Linked DNA regions of Zea mays: region 2 is linked to region 1. A link is a contact called in public Hi-C data. All regions are on one chromosome and are shown on one strand. Each heading gives the region's core, a stretch centred on a gene start, on an enhancer-like site or on the middle of the called end of the contact. The rest is flanking DNA. Distances are from core to core; before and after follow the strand shown.

Region 1 (4,668 bases), core at 1,474-3,973:
TAGTATTGGTAACTCTTGCACTGTATCTTTGCTGACCAAGTAAGGGACTGTCCACAGGATAAGCCCCATAATTGTTCAGAAGATATGGTGCCCTTTGATCATGGAAGCCTATGTGATTTCCCTGTATAGGCAAGAATTCTTGGTGGCAACAGTGCAAGCAAGAACAGGCAGCTTGGTGATAGAAGCCATCATGGCGGCAAGAGAGAAGAGGATCGGGATCATGCTGTCCAAAGAAATAATTATCAAAATTTCTCCATGGATAGAGGCTGGCAGGATAGCTAGAGGCTCGAGCATGTGAAATAGGCTCTGCATATCTGACACAATCTTGTTGTGCAGGCAGCGGAGCATAAACACGAGAAACGCTAGGACTTCCAACATTCAAGGATGGGGAGTGATGTGAACCATTCTGATGCAATTGTGGTGCAACCTGCCTCAATTGACTCAACCGGTCAGAAGTACCATGTGAACTGTTGGAATCTGCTGCTGCAGTAGATGGGGCAATTCCACTTGCCCCATTAGTCGCATTGCAAGATTGCTGTACCTGGTCTCTCAACTCATCAAGCATCCTCAAGATCTCAGCGCGGTCTTTCTCAAGTCCCCTGACTTTGCTTGGACCATCCAAGTTTCTTTCACCAGGGCATTCCTTAGTAGAATAGCTGTACCTCTGCTTCAAGTGGTACTCACTCCGATTATTGTCTGAAATGTGATTGATTGGAGACTTCGGGGACATGTCTCTTACTCTCAATGATTGCCCCATTTCACCATTCTCGCAATAACGAATGTGTCGGTACTTTGCCTCCTTGCCATCATCTCTAATAGAAGTGTTCAGATTTGAGGGACTTGGCCCTGTCTGAATCCTATCATGATTGCCATAAACTGGTTTGCTATGTACATCTGCAATCTTACTGGTTTCTGACTTATCAGTAGTACTAGCTCCATGTTTTCTTGCAGATGCCTGTGGAATACACTCCAGTACTTCAAGGTATTTCACATTTCCATTGTCAGCATCATCTGAAGATTGGGCTGAATTCTTCTTCTTTGCTGTAAAATTTTCAGCATAGGAAGATGTTATTGTTCCACTTTATGACAGTTAAATTAGCCATTAAAAAAGGAATGCTAATGACTACCAAATCATATTGTGATATTTAAAAAGGAGCTCAAAACGATGAGCCAAAGAAGACTAGTTCTGCAAGACTGGCCAAAGGCATTACTTTGGCTCCTCGTTGACCTCAAAAGGAACCTTAGCTACAACCGGGGACTAAATCACCAGAATGCAGCAAAAATCCTAAATTAATCACTCTGATGGTAGGGTATATTGGGTATGCAAATAACTGAATCAACTAATTTACAATGTATAGGTCAAATTCAACTTATGTTTTTTTCAATCCCAATGCAATATATTTAAGAAGTAACAACAGCTACAAATGACCCTATTAGGCTTGTTCGGTTATTTCCGTTCCATATGGATTGGAGGGGATTGATATAGATTGGGAGGGATTTTGACTTACTAGGGATTGAAACCGACTCAATCCCCTTCAATCCATATAGATTGGGGTTGAACCGAACAAGCCCTTACGGTGAAGGGAGACCCTCCGCAGTTACATTTGGTCACTGACGTGTGGGCTCAGGCCTAGGCCGGACCCACACGTCACTGACCCATTGCACTTATGCACTTACAGCGGAGGATCCGCTCGCCAGCACAACACGGCACAGGCTAGATTTTCAGCTTTACTTTTTTGTGTGTGCAAGAAAATAGGGCCATGGTTCTTCCACTTCAAATCTGAAGGATGATAATATGCTCTTCAAAGGAGGCTACAAAATTTCAGAACATAACTTAGAAACACATCAAGAATTTCAATTTGTTCCTAAGTTATCCTAAAAGCAAATGAAATGTTTACGTTTGCTTCTAGAAATGGAGCAAACATTTCCCAAGAAACATAAATTCAAACTTGATCCTGCAAAAATGGAGTAAGGCTTTCTTGGAAAAAATAAAAGTTTAGATTGTGCTCCTGGGGTGGACTAAACAATTCCTGAAAGGTCTAGCATATTACATTGGCCCATAAGAAGTGAAGTAATTTTTTTCTCCAAAAAAGAAGTTTACATTAGTTCTACAAACCAGAGAAGGCATTCAAACCGAAATTTTAAGTCTCTCTCCTGCTGCCTTGCAGATGTCAGTCACTCAGAGATGAAATCCATTTGGGATGCTGGACTGCTGGGCAACGGAGTACAGGGGATTAAACCAAATCTTGTGCTAGCTTGCAGGAAAGAGTAAGACCGCACCTTGGAGAGTGGCGCCGCATCCGCCGCAGACGTAGACGGAGTAGGCGGGCAGCTCTGGCAAGAACTTGTCGCACTTGGGGCACCGCACCAGCCGTATCCGCGCCACCGCCTCGGCCGCCGCTGCCTCGCCTTCCATTCCCGCAGTTTTCCCTTCACCGAAAAAGTCCCACCTCCTTGGCCCCTCCGGTCACAGGAAGCGCCGCCGCCACATCAACCCAAGAAACAAACAGGGAGGTGACGCCCCCAAAACCCCACCCCCAAGAAGTTCAAGGTCGAAACAGGAACACCAGACGTCCGGTTGCCAAGGACCCCGACCAACCAAGAGCGCCAAGAACCACGGTCTGGCCACCGGACGGAGCAACCTCGGCGAGGAGATGTGTACGTCAGTATGTGAAGGAGCTGAACCGCTGAAGCCGGGGGAGAGGAGGAGTTATTTGAGTTTGTAACATTCTCGTCACGCGGCTTCGCCAGTTTATTACTCCGCAGCTGTGCTTCACTAGTTTGGTATTATGAAGCACACATCCACGCCAGATTGGAACTATTAATCTTTCACCCTCTGTAACTTTTTATGAGCTACGGTAAAAGTCAATTTTGTCCCTGCCGGCGCTGCTGTAGCCAGCCCCAGCCCAGCGCGCTCTCGTAGTGCTCCATCCCCTCCGCCGCCAGCTTCACGCCGCCCCGGTACCCCGCCATGGCGTGCCACACGTACACGTACCTGACGCCGTGCTCGCGCTTCGCGTCCTCCACCAGTAGCTTCAGCCCAGGCGTTTGTGCCTGCTGCTCGCCGCCGTCGTCGCACTGGCGAGCCTGCACGACACGCACCATTGCAGACCAAACTGAGCCTCACTTGCCTAATTCGAATCGATGTCTCGTCGATAAAATCACGAAAAGGAAGGAGGAGAATGAGGTGAAATCCAATCAGTACTATTTGCAGTTTGCTTGCATGCCAATGGCCAAATGTCCGCCACTGGCATGGTTTCCGGCCTTTCTCCCGTACTCACCTCCCCGTGCGGTGGCACCTGAAGGAGAGGATGACGAAGCAGAGCACCCTGTACCCGACCACGAAGCCGAGCATGACGCCCAAGCTGCTCCACCGCATGCGCTCCCTCATCCCCTGCTGCCGTAGCAGCCCCGCGCCGTCGAGCACGCAGAGTCCCCCCGCGCCGCCGGCCGAGGCGAGGCACTCCCTGGCGCCGCGCGCGCCGCTGTACTCGTTCACCACAGGGCCTCGAACGCGCCAGACGACGAGCGCGCAGTAGGCGAAGGCGGCGGGCTCGCGCGCCAGGCCCACGAGCCAGTACACGGGCGCCGCGTACAGCACCGCCGCGGCGAGGAGGAACGGCAGGAAGACGGCGGCGTTGGAGGTGACGTACGAGGACACGCGGTAGGCGCCGCGGGAGGTCTCCCGCTCCAGGATGCGGCGCTCGTGGAGGAACACGGGCAGGGCCTCGGTGGTGGAGGTGAGCAGGTAGGTGAGGTTGAAGGCGAAGAAGCCGAGGCGGGACTGCAGGTCGGTGGTGCCCAGGACGATGCTGCCGAGGAACGCGCCGACCAGCACCGACTGCGCCATCCGCGCCGCGAACAGCTGCGGCGTCCGCAGCACCGTCTTCACGAACCGCCCCGCCAGGATGCGCACTCCGCCGCCGGCGAGTTGGCGTACCCCGCGCGCGGCCGCGCGGGCACGGACGCGGGTACCGGCGCGGCGACGTCTTGTCGGTTCGCTGGAGTGGCGGCGGTGATCGTGGTGACCGCCGTGGCTACGGCGACGGGCACCAGGAGGCAGTCCGCTGCGCGGGCACCGTCTGTTCTTTCTCGCGGCTAGGGGTAGATTAGTACATAGGAGTACATAACCTTCATCAAGCGTAAGAGAACAGACGGTTATATAGGGCGGAAGACTAACAGTCCCAATCTGGCACGTTTGTGTGCTCCATAATACCAAACTGGCGAAGCACAGCTGCGGAGTAATAAATTGGCGAAGCCGCGCGACGAGAATGTTACAAACTCAAATAACTCGGGAGAGGAGAAAACAGCGCGGGGCTGGTGCCTGGTAGAGGCAGAGAGCGCGGCGGAGGGAAGTCAGGTGGGTGCGAATTTAATTTGGATCGTCACGCTCACGGGCCATCTTGGCCTCTCTGTCTCGGACATGCAGCTTTTCCCGCTGCGGCCGCTGCTCTGCAGTGCGGACTGCGGCTTTCGTCTTCCCGCTCGGTGACGACGAAGCCGGGCTGGTGCATGCGCTGTGCGCACGGGTTGGCAAGAAATTTACGCAAGGATGGCCTACCCTACCCAGCACTGGTGCTCGTATATTTTTCTATGGGGCGAGCAGAAGTGGCTCAACCACGCCACGACACGCATTTCCACGGGCTCGGGTGGTGCTTCTACCAAACA
Region 2 (4,668 bases), core at 728-3,227, 360 kb before region 1:
TATTTTTTGTCCAAACACACGAAAATGAAACTGGGCCACACAATTTAGTTCCTCAAGATTAAAAATACTTTACAAGTTACTGTAGTTTTGCATGGAGAGCGCATGGTCTGGTGGATAGATTATCCAAAACTAGGCAAAGATCCCCTCTGAAGTTTGTACTCGAAACAAGAAGAGAAAACCCCCATACAAAACTACAGAAATATTACGACTTTTGTTTAAATTCTTCAAGCTTCTGGATGATAGGGGTTGGAATTTGAGCACAGAAATATTACGACTTTTGTTTAAATTCTAACTAAATCCTAGGGATTTAGGTTCAAGCAAGACCTTTAGTGTTTAACATTGAACTAAGTTTGGAAATAATTTCCAACCTTAACAGATTTGCCCTAATGCAGTGATTTATTGCCTGAAGTGCCGACTAGTCTGTCTCAAGTAAAACATAGGCTAATCAATGGTTGCATCTCAGCCTCTCAGGGGCATACCTTCTGGTTTTGTGGAACCTTCCTTCTTGCCTAAAGCTGTTAGAGGTTCTGAATCGGTCAAAGTAAAAACCGCATCATCCGTTTCTGTAAGCACAAACAATATATTATAACAAGACAAGATCCAAACAAGCTGGAGTAGTTAATTTGTAAATATGCCCATTGGAAATAAAAAAAGAAGAATAAAAAAATGTGTCACTCAAAGACAAGAAACGGTGCATTAGTCTAATCCCATTTGAAGATCCATGTAAGGACTTGTTTGGCTGCACCCCAGTCCACCTCAAACCCGTGTGGATTGGGGTGGATTGAAGTGCAGCCAAACAAGACCTAATAAGATCCTTATATGGAACCCCAAAGAAAAGGCTCCCACCTGGCCACCTTTCCATACAGGATGTAGAAAAGCTTAGCCGTACCACTAAACTAATGGAAGTGGTCAATCGAACACCTCCATCCCCCCTCTGCAGTCTGCTGTTCTCTTGATCAAATACATGCAAATAAGAAATGCCACAGAAGTGGAATGTGGAAGAACATTCATCTAGAGTAAAACAGAACAAGTATATAACAAATTAAACAAAAGTAAAGCCAGGGGATCCACGCAAACGCAGTCCTCACTGAGAATTAAACAAATCAAGATACCCCGTCATCAGAGGATGTTAAATTAATATGGAGCACATCTTTGGAGTAATTCTGAGAATCCTCGGATCTTTTAATAATTTAGCATGCACATTTAATATCCTTTCTGGTGTTCAACCAACAACCCATTGTATAAGCATCTCGATTCAAACGTAGTTTTCGCACTTGAGATATTCCTAATTCTGCTACTGTTCTTCTGGGCTACAATCATCAATACTCCAGATTCTGGTAACACAAAACGATCATCTTTCCATGCTGCAAATCCCATGGGAAAGGCGGAAAGCGTGTGTCCGTGAGAAAGCACGGCTCAATCCTTTCTCTTGTTTCAAGAAACGACAAAAAAAAGGAAAAGTGCCATAAAAAAGGCATTCCAAGAACCGCTCACCGACGGAAGGTATCCCGCCGCCGCCGCCGCCGGCGGTTCTTTCCCTCTCCGGCACCGCGAAAAGACGAGCGGCCCCCTCTGGCGCGGCGGTGGGCGGCAGGAGGTAGGCTGGGGGCCCCACCAGCAGCCGCAGTGCGAGGCCCGCGAGAATCACGAACAGTACCAGCTTCAGCGCCGACCCGGCGCTCACCACCGCTTTCCTCTGCTGCGCAGGCGTCGGCGGCCATTCCGTCCCCATCCCCATCCCTGCCGAGTGCCGAGTCCAAATGATCTCGGAGCCGGGAACAGCGCCAGCAGGGATTGGCAGCCGTGCTGGCACTGCAGGTCTGCAGCTACGTGTGTCGTGTCGGTGCCACCGCGCTCGGCGGTGGCGGTGGAAGTGGTTGGCAGGTTAGACTATGGAATTATGTGGGGTCCCGCCTGGCCGCCTGGTAGTGAAGGCGAGCCGAAGCTGCCAACAAGGAGCGGCAGGCTTTGCACTAGGCGCCCCCAGGGGCTTTCACCGTGTTGAAGTACTCAGTGGTAAAGAGAGTTCAGAGAAAGACACATGACAGTTGTATCTTTATTACAGCAGGGATTATGTTTATATACATATGAAGGGGTGAGTTCCCAAGGGGTGTGTCTCTTGGGAATTATCGGTCGCACCTCTTGGATTGATCACAAATACAATAATTTGTAACACTCCCCCTTGATCAATCCAAATCCATTTGATCATCTGCAAGTTGTCTTCCAATATATTATCTTCTCAAAAACCCTGTGGGAAAAATAAGGAGTACACAATGTCTTTTGAATTATGAGTAGAACTCACACTGACCTCCAAAAGAAAAATATGCCTGTAATCATCATTCATAAAAACCCCAGTGGGGAAAAGTTAATGATGAAGCATATAGCTTAGTATTACCTCGTTAAAAACTTTGGATGAGAAAACCTCAATAAGGCAAAACTCATACAAAGAAAAGAGTGTAATATGATGGTTCAAAACAGGTCAAATATCATGGAGAATTACTCCCCCTGATCCTTGCAAGCACTTAAGTATTCTCATACCAATCACCTCAACACATTTCTGAAAACGTTGAGTATGGTAGAGATTTTGTGAATAGATCAACAAGATTATCACAAGACTTTGTTTGCAAGATATTCATATCTCTATTTTCCTGTTTCCATCTAAACAACACAAGCTCAATTATCCTTATAGATAATTGTCGGTGATTCAATCGAATCATGGTACGTTGTTCTCCAATGGACCTCTAGCCCAAAGAACAATAATATGTCTATAGCCATCATCTCAAAAAAAACCCCAGTGGGAAAAATAAATGATGAGACATATAACTCAGGCTAATATTTCTCCAAGATAATCTAGTCAGAAAATCTGAGAAATCAACATATCAGCCGAGTCTCCTTAAAAACCCAACGGGAAAAATAAGGAGAGTAGTCATACTCTATTGTTGATCCATTTGAACTCTAGGGATATAAACTCATATCCTAGTTCAAATACAACAATAACTATGTCATAATGTATCATCCTCGAAAACCTCTACGGGAAAAATAGATGATACGACATAGACCTTGTGTTGATGTTGTCTCGTTAAAAACTTTGAATGAGAAACCCAAGCAGGGAAAAACTCATGCGAAGAAAAGAGTACAACATGATGTATAAACAAGTTCTTTCGATCAAGAGGGAAACTCCCCCTGATCTTTACAAAACACTAAGTCATCCCATACCTGCTCTCAAACATATCTAAAATGTGGAGTAAGTAGAGACTTAGTTCGTAACTTGTTTTTCATCTAAACAACACAAAGTAATATTATCTTCATAGATAATAAGGTCACTGATATAAAATCATGACCACCACATACCCTCTGTATGTAGTATATCATTCTGTACAATCCCACGAAGTGTACTATAGAATGATTAGTGTAAGTGACCATTAATCTCTGTTGATTAACATTTATCAAACAGTAGGTCCAACTTACCAGAAGTATGTCATTGATCTTGTACCTGGGGATCTTCTATAGATATCCAAGATCAATATATCCAAACATAAGGAGAGCATGAGTACACCTGGAGATCATAACTCGATCTCATGTGCTGTTAGCTAGCAAATCATTGCAAAGCAATATCCGGCCGGGTGCTCTTGCAAGATACAATAGCACATCTCATGATCTAAAAGAATCAAATGACTATGATTCCATTATATTGAATTTCTTCAATATACGTTGGATATAGACAACTTTGTATCCAAGATACTCAAGATAGTTTAGTTTGAATTGAAAATCTCTTTCAATTCATATCCTCTATCTCGAACTCCGTCGATAAGTAATGTATGTTTAAAATATGTTGCACATATTTACACTGAACATACCATACTTTGTGTATCCTTTCAGAAGGAAGGATTCACTAGGTCAAATGTACCATATTTGACCAGGATGCTCTAAGTCACAAAGACTTTCCAAGCATTGCAAATTTGTGATTGGTGATTATGTATTTGGAATCCTTCAAAACTCCATAAATACCATAATCCAGTGACCACATATGCACATGTTGTCACTACATCTATCAACTGCACAGATAGATGATTTACTGCCCATATTATTGTATCGGAATTTAACTACTCACAGTAGAGGAGAATTTATAGCATTAAAATAATGCTTGGGTTTGCGTATAAACCCAGTTGCTACTAGCCATGCTTTCTCACCACCTCATTGTTTCCAAGTCCATGAAAACAAACTTGTATCCACAGTAAGATACCTTGAAGTGAAAATAAGTTAACACTTCTTTCCGGTGAGCAAGGCTATCTCTGCAACATTGTATCACTCAACAAGATCCATTTTGAGCATACTCATGCTCTGCTATGGCCATAGTCTTTTGGATCACTTAGAGCGCATATACAATTGCTGAGATGTATGTGTCGACACTTGTAGCTTTTAAATAACACAATTCTTCAGTTGACATGAAGTCATTTTCTTATGTACCCATATGATTCGTCGTGAAATCCCAAAACGAGAATCAAGGGCTTCCGATGACCTAGCCTCATCAGTGCGCACTGAGCTAGGTTGTGAATGTCTTCCATTCACATGATAATCCATATCCTCTAGGTGTCTACCAACACTAGGTTGGTTACCAACGAATAGTTGGTCTGCATTTACTATCTTAGAAGGTCTAGCCTTCAGCTG

The links. A called contact is a pair of places that touch in the nucleus more often than the background predicts.
Region 2: a contact with region 1 is called in a Hi-C map of ear, with 2.1 times the contacts expected there. The contact joins the promoter of LOC100272604 here to the promoter of LOC103638537 in region 1. A contact is called at or near these places in 2 of 25 Hi-C or Micro-C datasets (ear and endosperm).

The regions. Positions count from the first base shown.
Region 1 is chr9:63,341,187-63,345,854 of Zm-B73-REFERENCE-NAM-5.0, reverse strand. LOC103638537 (Extra-large G-protein-like) reads right to left here and starts at 2,723. Exons shown (of 5, transcript XM_008661424.2): 1 at 2,281-2,723; 2 at 1-1,041. The coding sequence starts at 2,416.
Region 2 is chr9:63,698,770-63,703,437 of Zm-B73-REFERENCE-NAM-5.0, reverse strand. It overlaps LOC100272604 (putative DUF231 domain containing family protein), which reads right to left and starts at 1,977. Exons shown (of 4, transcript NM_001147067.1): 1 at 1,495-1,977; 2 at 480-563. The coding sequence starts at 1,738.